Linked DNA regions of Pan troglodytes: region 1 is linked to region 2. Evidence: chromatin contacts called from public HiChIP or PLAC-seq data. All regions are on one chromosome and are shown on one strand. The core of a region is the stretch at or near the end of the contact, and the rest is flanking DNA. Distances in the headings are between cores, read along the strand shown. Region 1 holds the start of PRIM2 (DNA primase subunit 2). Region 2 holds the start of BEND6 (BEN domain containing 6).

Evidence for each region. HiChIP or PLAC-seq counts read pairs in DNA pulled down with a chosen protein or histone mark.
Region 1: a contact with region 2 is called in an H3K4me3 HiChIP or PLAC-seq map of stem cell-derived excitatory neurons, with 5 times the contacts expected there. The contact joins the promoter of PRIM2 here to the promoter of BEND6 in region 2. A contact is called at or near these places in 1 of 7 Hi-C or Micro-C datasets (stem cell-derived neural progenitor cells) and 1 of 1 datasets of contacts at active chromatin or transcription factors (stem cell-derived excitatory neurons).

The regions. Positions count from the first base shown.
Region 1 is chr5:63,181,069-63,184,716 of NHGRI_mPanTro3-v2.0_pri, forward strand. PRIM2 (DNA primase subunit 2) reads left to right here and starts at 2,383. Exons shown (of 14, transcript XM_054686809.2): 1 at 2,383-3,108.
Region 2 is chr5:62,820,004-62,824,179 of NHGRI_mPanTro3-v2.0_pri, forward strand. BEND6 (BEN domain containing 6) reads left to right here and starts at 1,929. Exons shown (of 7, transcript XM_009451498.4): 1 at 1,929-2,282. It overlaps DST (dystonin), which reads right to left and starts at 1,626. Exons shown (of 98, transcript XM_063812480.1): 1 at 1,229-1,626; 2 at 607-641. The coding sequence starts at 1,409.

The DNA of each region.
Region 1 (3,648 bases), core at 1,133-3,632, 360 kb after region 2:
GGCACTGGGGTCACAGAAATGAATGAAACAGTCATCCCTGTTTTTGAGATGCTATGGTTCAGTGGAAGTAAAACTTACGTGTTTATGTATGTTTTCCTTCCCATGATTGTGAGGTCAATGTCTGTATTTACAAGAATCTTGGTTGCCAGGGCTGAGCATTGTGTCAATCAATTTTTTGTAGATGAAGTGAATACATGAAAGAGCTCACAGTGATTTACCGAACATGGCTGCTGAAATGTATAACATTATTGTGCATTATTGATACCGTGGTATGCGGATTTATATTGCAATTGCCTCTGGATTCAGAAAAACACCCTTCACAGTGAGGTAGTGACCAAAACTGTGGCATTAGAAAACAATAAAAATGCTGGACTAGCTGACCAACACAGGGTATTTTGTTCCCCGGGGCTTAAAATCAGTTTTTAATATGATGAAAAGGCAGCTATTATGTGACATAGTAAGATATTGGTATGTTAAGCATGAACATATATTTCCAGTTTTCTCTGAGCTGGTCATGAAATGACACTGGCTACTTCGTCTTCTAATTGGGCAGATATTGTAGCAAGTACTTTGGGGATCACAGAGATGAACAAAAGGGCTCATCCAAAGAAAGCTTAAAACCTAGTAGTGCTGGAATTCTTAACCAGCCACATATGGTGATCTTGAACCTCTTGAAATAGTATAGATGTGTGTGTAGGTGCATTTTTCTGAAGAGAGCTTTCATCACATTGTCCAGTGGTTCATAGACCTAATTACATCCCTCTACTACAGAAGTTCTTAATCTTGATCTTCCAAAAGATAAAGAACTTCTGTAGTAGAGGGCTATAATTATTTAAAGAACTACACCATATGGGAGTCATGAAGAGCCTCAGGGGTTTAAATGAGGAGCAAAACAGGTGGCAACACTGAGTAGTTTCATTATAAAATCCTTGACAATTTTGCAGGAGAAAATTTCTTTGCTACTAGTGATAAAAACATTTTTCATATTTAACATTAGTTATTTTTTCTATGAGTTACCTGTTCTTCTTCTTGTCCTATTTTTCTGTTTGTGTCTTAGGATTTTTTTCCTAATGAGTTAACTTCTTTGTATCCTGATGGCATTAACCTTTTCGATGTTATACTTTTGGTAGACCTTTCTCTAGTTTGATGAGTGCAAAATACTTCTGTGAATTTTTTACATGCATAATTTTATATTTTTTATGGTCAAGTCTTTATATCTTTTTTCTTTGTAATTTATAATATTTAAATTTGTTTGCTATCCAGAGATAAGATATTCATGTAAATATTCTTATGGTCTGTGCTGCAGGTTTTTTCAGGCAGTTTATATGCTTTCAGGTGTCTTCTTTGGACCACGTGATGTATTTGTATTACGTATTTGTATTATGTATTTAATACAGAGAGGAAGAAATGAGGTGAAGCTCTGCTGTCATATTACTGGAATTGGTGTAGTGAGATCGTTAGCACAGTGGGGCCTAGAGAGTTTCTCTGGGTTTGAACATGGCTCTGACATTTTGTGTCCTTTTGACTTCATTTAACTTCTCTGTTCTTCAGTTTCCGTATCTAGAAAATACGTTTAATATAATAACCTTTGGGAGGCCGAGGTGGGCGGATCTCGAGGTCAGGAGTTCGAGACCAGCTTGCCAACATGGTGAAACCCCGTCTTTACTAAAAATACAAAAATTACCCAGGCGCCTGTAATCCCAGCTATTTGGGAGGCTGAGGCAGGAGAATCGCTTGAATCCCGGAGGCGGAGGTTGCAGTGAGCCAAGATCGCTCCACTGCACTCCAGCCTGGGCGACAGAACAAAACTCTGTCTCGGGTATTGGTGGTGGGTCGGGGGGGAATAACCTATCTTATGTGGTTATGATAATAAAATGAGTTGATATGTAAACCACTTAGAACAGGTCCTGATATAAAGTCAGTGCCAGCCACAGTTTAGTCCAGGCTGGGTAGATGCTTTGAACCTTGATATTGTTTCAATGTACTTTGCATTTCTAAAAACGTGATCATTTCAAAGCATTCATTTGATCTCCTAAGGACTACCTATACCGGAGCCTCATTCCAGCACATTTGTAAGCGAGGCACGCCTCCTAGAGGCCACGAGTGAAGTTAATTTCCAGTTCTCGAAAATCTTACAGACAGCGGAGAACTGGTGTGGTGGCTCTGACGCCCCGCTTGTGAGTCTGCAGTCGGACATCTGGAGAGTAAGCGGCAGGTCCGCGTAATCTCCAGTGCTTCATCTTCTTCCACCCTACCTTCCCTCCGAGGCTGGGTTCTTCTAATTCCTGTAGATTGCAGAGCCATTCCTGCGAATGTGCCTTCTTTCATTCATTCTAGTTCATTCCACAGATAATTCAGCTGCGCGCTTCCTCTGTGCGAGGCATTGCCGGAGAGCGGGGAGCGAATTGAACGTGGAACCTGCCAGTAGGGGCTTGCCGCCCAATACGAAATTCAAAATATGTATTGTATGTAGACGGGCAAACTAACGAGGATCTTGTAACTTGTTTTGTCATCTGCCAAATGGGGGTAATACGATCTTATAGGACCTTATAGGTCGCTGAAAGATTAAACGAGGGGAAAAAAAAGAGCCCCTAATAGTGAGCTAGGTGCAAAAAAGATCCTAATGCCTTTTTTCCTCATTCCTCCCCAGATTGAAAGTGATGAGTGCCAGCCCTGCGGGTTAAAGCGCCATATTTTCCTCAATATAGGGAATATTTGTTAGTGTCCCCAAACGAAGTTACATTGGTTCAATTTTCGGGGTGTGGGAGTTCTCGCCACTAGCATTCAGCACCCCAGTTTCAACCGTTAAAGCTACCGACTCCACATACAGGAAATGCATCTTAAAATTTGGGAAAAAAATCCCCCAAACACTGACATCCAAACACTTTAAAGCTGCCAAGGTGGATGGAACACCTTGAATTCCCAGACGCGCTCCACTGAGCATGCCCAGAGCCTCAGGCCAAACCCCCTGCTACCCGCCAAGGGGAGGTGGGGCAGGGCTGGCCTTCTGTGCTAGTCGCTTCCGCTTCCGGTTTCATATGAACTCTCCCGCCACCCGGGAACAGTGGCTGCCACCGTTTGTGTTTTCCCGAGTTTGAATTCTTGCAGGTAAGGGAAACTTCCGCGAATTTAGGACAGAGAGCAATCCTGTTATTAAGGCTTGCAAGTCGAGAGAAAGGAGAGATGGATCACTTTGCAGGCAGCAGTAGCAGAAGGACAGACTTGGCGGGTTGGTTGTTTGGGGCAGACACCCAGGTACCAGGGAGGAGTTGGGGAGAGATAGGTTTGCCAGTGGAGTGAGGAGGGGTGTTGGGGATGGAACTTTTGTAAGGCACTTGTGGATGCTCCCGAAAAGGAGTTCCGAAAGACAGTTGCTCTGTTTCCCAGAGTCATAACAGAGGAAGTGAGTAACTGGACCCAGTCCATCAAGTAAGACCCTCATTTAGCCAGAACCTACAGCACTTTCCTCTAAGTTCAGGATTGCAGACCACCTAAAACCTTATGTTAACTCTTGGGATCGTAAAGATCCAAGAACAGTGACACACAGGCCTATAATGAGCAGGCAACATCACCTGACTTTCATGTTGCTGAAAATTAGGATCACCACCTGCATCTGCTCTAGCGCCTCTCCCACCCCCATTACAAAAT
Region 2 (4,176 bases), core at 679-3,178:
TGTTTCTTCAGTGGAGCTGGTTCCTGGGTGCAGTGATTAGGAGTTAATTGCCCTAGAGGGATGGTCCACGTTTTGAGAGTGGAGACTAGCACAAGCATTTAAGCACACACTACCATCAACGCTTTGCAAAAATCATCAGATGGTCCCCAATAAAACATGGAGAGCTTTATGAGAAAACAGAAATGTAAACTTGAAAATCGAAAATGAAATGCATATGGATCAAATTGTTCTGCACTAACCTCTTCGTTTATCCAAGTGAACAACCAGAGTCAACTGACAGCACCCAGAAAACACTTCCACCAGCAAAATACAAACTGTAAACTCAAGTGACATCCACCCTGTGGCTAAGTTTTTTAAGGTCTGCAGCACTTTTAGGGTTTGCCTTTTCCCCTCTTGTACAACAGCTCCACTACACAAGAAATTTGCTAAAACCGTTCGCTGGGCACTAATATGAAATCACTTAAAAGGAAACATGCCACTTTCGGCTAGGGGACAGCATGTTCGTCATTCAGTGTCCTACTGGTTTCTTAACACGCATATAATTAATATTGGTACTCAGGAAAGAGAACTTCTTCTGACCTTGAGCGTGCGCGCTAAATAAATTACCTCAGAACGAAAGTGGTGCGATCTCAAAACAGCATCTGGGGAGAAAAGAGAGAAATGAGACTTCATTTAACTCCTTGTTCTTCACCTACCGAGTGACTCATGACTTACCTGGGAGACCAGGGTCGAGAAAGCACATCGCAGACGCCTGGAATTCGGTGGGACATCCTGGGGGAGGGAGGAGGAGTCCTGGGGCCATCGGTCTCTACGTGATTTCTCCGCGAGAAGTTTGCATGAAAGTTCTGGGGGAGTTGGGGAGCCCCGAACTTTCCATGCCTTACTTTCTTACCCCTACGCTCCAGCGAAGGATGCGTGAAGGCGAGGCTGGCGCAGCCCCGGACTACGCTCAAATTACCCTTAAGGCTTTAGCAAACTGACTAAAAATTTGAGTTCTTTCCTCCCCTCCCTGCCCTCGGCATCGCCGTGGTTATTCAAACCTGGGAGACTGGAGGGCGGAGGTGAGGGCAAAAAGGGCAAGGGGCGTTAAAGAAACGCACTCAGCCTGGGGAGTGGGCAATGATGGGGCTAGGGGCAGCCGAGGAGAAGGCAGCGAGCCGCGCTTCACTCTCCAAATCGGCTTAATTGTTCCTGGTAGCCCGCAGAAACCCGTCGCGGCGTGTCTTACCTCGGCTTCTTGAACGACCCGAGAAGACCGATTTCATCGGATGCCTCCCTTTCTGGAGCTTGCGGTGCCAGCAGCAGAAGAAGACGATGGTGGCGATGGTGCCCAGCAGAAGCAACAAGAGGAAGAGGGCACATTGGATGCTGTAGGGTCTCAGCAAGACGAGGAAAGCCGCGGCGATCATGGTGCGGGCGAGGCGAGGGCGACTCGACGGCGGGGCTGGAGGGCGGCGGCACAGGCACCCGCGCTGGGCGCACGCCGGGACGGCGGGCACGGGTGAGCGCGGCTCAGCGCGTCATGCCTGGCGCTCGCGGCCCCGCGCCCAGCCCAATGGCTGCGCACCCCGCTCCAGCCGCGCTACGCGAGTGATCCAGGGCTGCGGGGAGCGCTTGCCATGACTCAGCAGACAGCGACGAGGCTGCGACTCGGCGGCTGGGATCCTCTCCCCTCCCTCCCCAGGCGCCCCCGCCCCCGTCCGTGCGCAGCCCCCGGGCGCAGCCCCGCCGGGGACGCGGCGAGTGGGGAGGAGCAGCGCCGCCGCCGCGGCCGCCCGGGCCCCGCGCATCGTCCTGCGGCCGCCGCCGACCTCAGCATCCCAGAAGCCGGGCGCACGTGGGTCGGGGCGGGGACGCGGCGCTCAGGCTGCAGCCGCGGCAGCCTGCGGGGGGCGGGAATGGGGCGCCGCGGCGGGGGCTCGGCTGATGACATCACGGCCAGGCTGCGGCAGCGCGGGCGCGCGGACATGGCTGCGGCGGTTTCGGCGGCGGCCGCGGGCTGCACCCGGGCCTGAGAGCCCAGCGCCCTCCCGCGGGGCCGCCCGCCAGTCCGCGCCGTCCGCGGGTGCATTGGCCGGGTGCCTCTAGCTTCCCGGACACCCGGAGCTTCCGCCTATCCAGCCTCCCTCGGCCAAATTGCTGCGGAGCCCGTCGTCAGGGGGCGCCAAGGAGCCAGGGGGAAAACCGTGAGGCGCTGACAGGAGCCTCCCGGCGGTGCTACCCTCCACCTCCCACCTCCCTGCGCCCCGCCCCGAGGTTGGGGCTTTGAAGGATGCAGCCGGGTGAGCTATTGCTTGTGGGGGGTTCCTCGCACTCTGAAGCGCGAGCGCCGGGAAGGGCCTTCCCTGGGAATTGGGATACTCCAGGAACGGGAGGCCCACTCCTCTCCAAGCCTCTCTAAACTAGGAGCGCTCCGGGGTAGTACGCTCTGGTCGGCAGAGGTGAACTCTTCCACCCCAAACTTGGTGCTTATCTCGCAGCTAAGAATTGGGCACTTTCGATCTTCTTGTATCCCTGGGTTTGCCCTAAAACCCTGACGCATTTAGTGCATTTGAAGGGCAAGGCGATTTCAGATTTAGGGACCTGGCAGATGAAGTAAGTTGGTACTTGGCTTATAAACATTTGGGGGAGAAATTTTTTAGGGAGTGTGAGGCAATAGTGATCTCTCACACTTGCAGGCACACTCTGTCTCCCCTTTGTCCCCTCCCCACGTTTTTTCATAACCAGCAAAAAGTATATGGCAGTTGGTGGCCAGGGGATTTAACACTGATGCAATGCCAGCACGGAAGGTATAGCGAGAGCGCTGCAGTGTGCCTTTCTGCGGACGGCCACGGCCACCTGGCCAGGAAGCGGCTGCTGCAGCAGTCAGTCTGCGGCATCTTGCGGCCTTGGCGGGCGGTGCTGTGCCGCGTTCTGCTGCCCCCAAGGCAATGCTGGCTTTCCCTGTGTGGGGCTGGATTGTTTGTTTCATTTACTCGCATAAGAAAACTTTAATTATAGTGACAAGGTAACACTTAACTGCATTTGCGGAGTTTCTTATAACGACTGTATTAGCCTCTTTTTTGGAATATTTAATAGACTGAGGAAATTGTGTCATAAAAATTTATAAAAATTTGAAAAGCAGGTAAATAATTGGGAGGAATAAAAGTTTTATTTGCTTGTAGTGATCTCAAAATCAGTGTTGTTTTCCAGCTATACAAAACCGTACAGCTCTGCATAAAAGCTTAATCATTGATGTCCTTAAAGCCAGTAACATATTACCGTGTGTAAGTATTAAACCTAAAAAGGCATTGGTTAATGCAGTCTCTTAGTGCCAGATTCATAAGCATGGAAAACAACAGATACGTTTTGTTTACAGCTGGTTTCCTTAAACAAAATAAACATTCGAATTGTTGACATATTGCATCTCATTCATTCAGTTGTTTTGGATTGAACTCAGAAGGGCCCTTGCTTGGAGACACTGCATAAGGTGGGAATTTTGAATGGCAGCATGTAGGCTGCACTGAATTCCAGGATAGGCTTCATGGGTCTCTAGGACTCAGAGTGGGTGACAGGTAGCACTACATCATGTGCATATGGCTAAAGGTTTCTTGATACCGCAGCCCACTGCAGTGAGAAACTATTCAACAATTATGCAGAGGTTATTGAAGAAAATCCTGAGAGTTTGCAATGTGTGGCACATCAGGAAAGGAAGAATTCTCCACCGCATTGACTCAACAATGGCATGGTGGAGTAATTTTAAACAACAAAACTGAACTAACCGTGTGCAGACATTGGGGGAAATAACTAACAGAATTTTGGAAGGTCATCTTTATGCTTCTCATTGACTGAAATTTGTAAGTGAGCTGAAATAGCCTACGTATCCTTGAACAGAAACATGTCAAAAACACACAGAATAGTATTCAAATTGCCCCAAACGCTATATTTTTTTAACAACAAAAAGCAACTAAATAGCTATTATGGTTTTCTGAGCTATGACTTTAGCACAACTGTTATCATCCTGCGTCTTGCTGCAGCCATTTATAAGTTTCAAGTGCACACAAGAACATCATTTATCTCTCTTGGCAGGCAAATGCTTAACTGCCATGCAATAGGATTATAGATATTTCTTTTTAGATGCATTCATTTCTGTTCTTTCCATCAGTTGTCTTAAAGATACTAATAATAAACAAACCA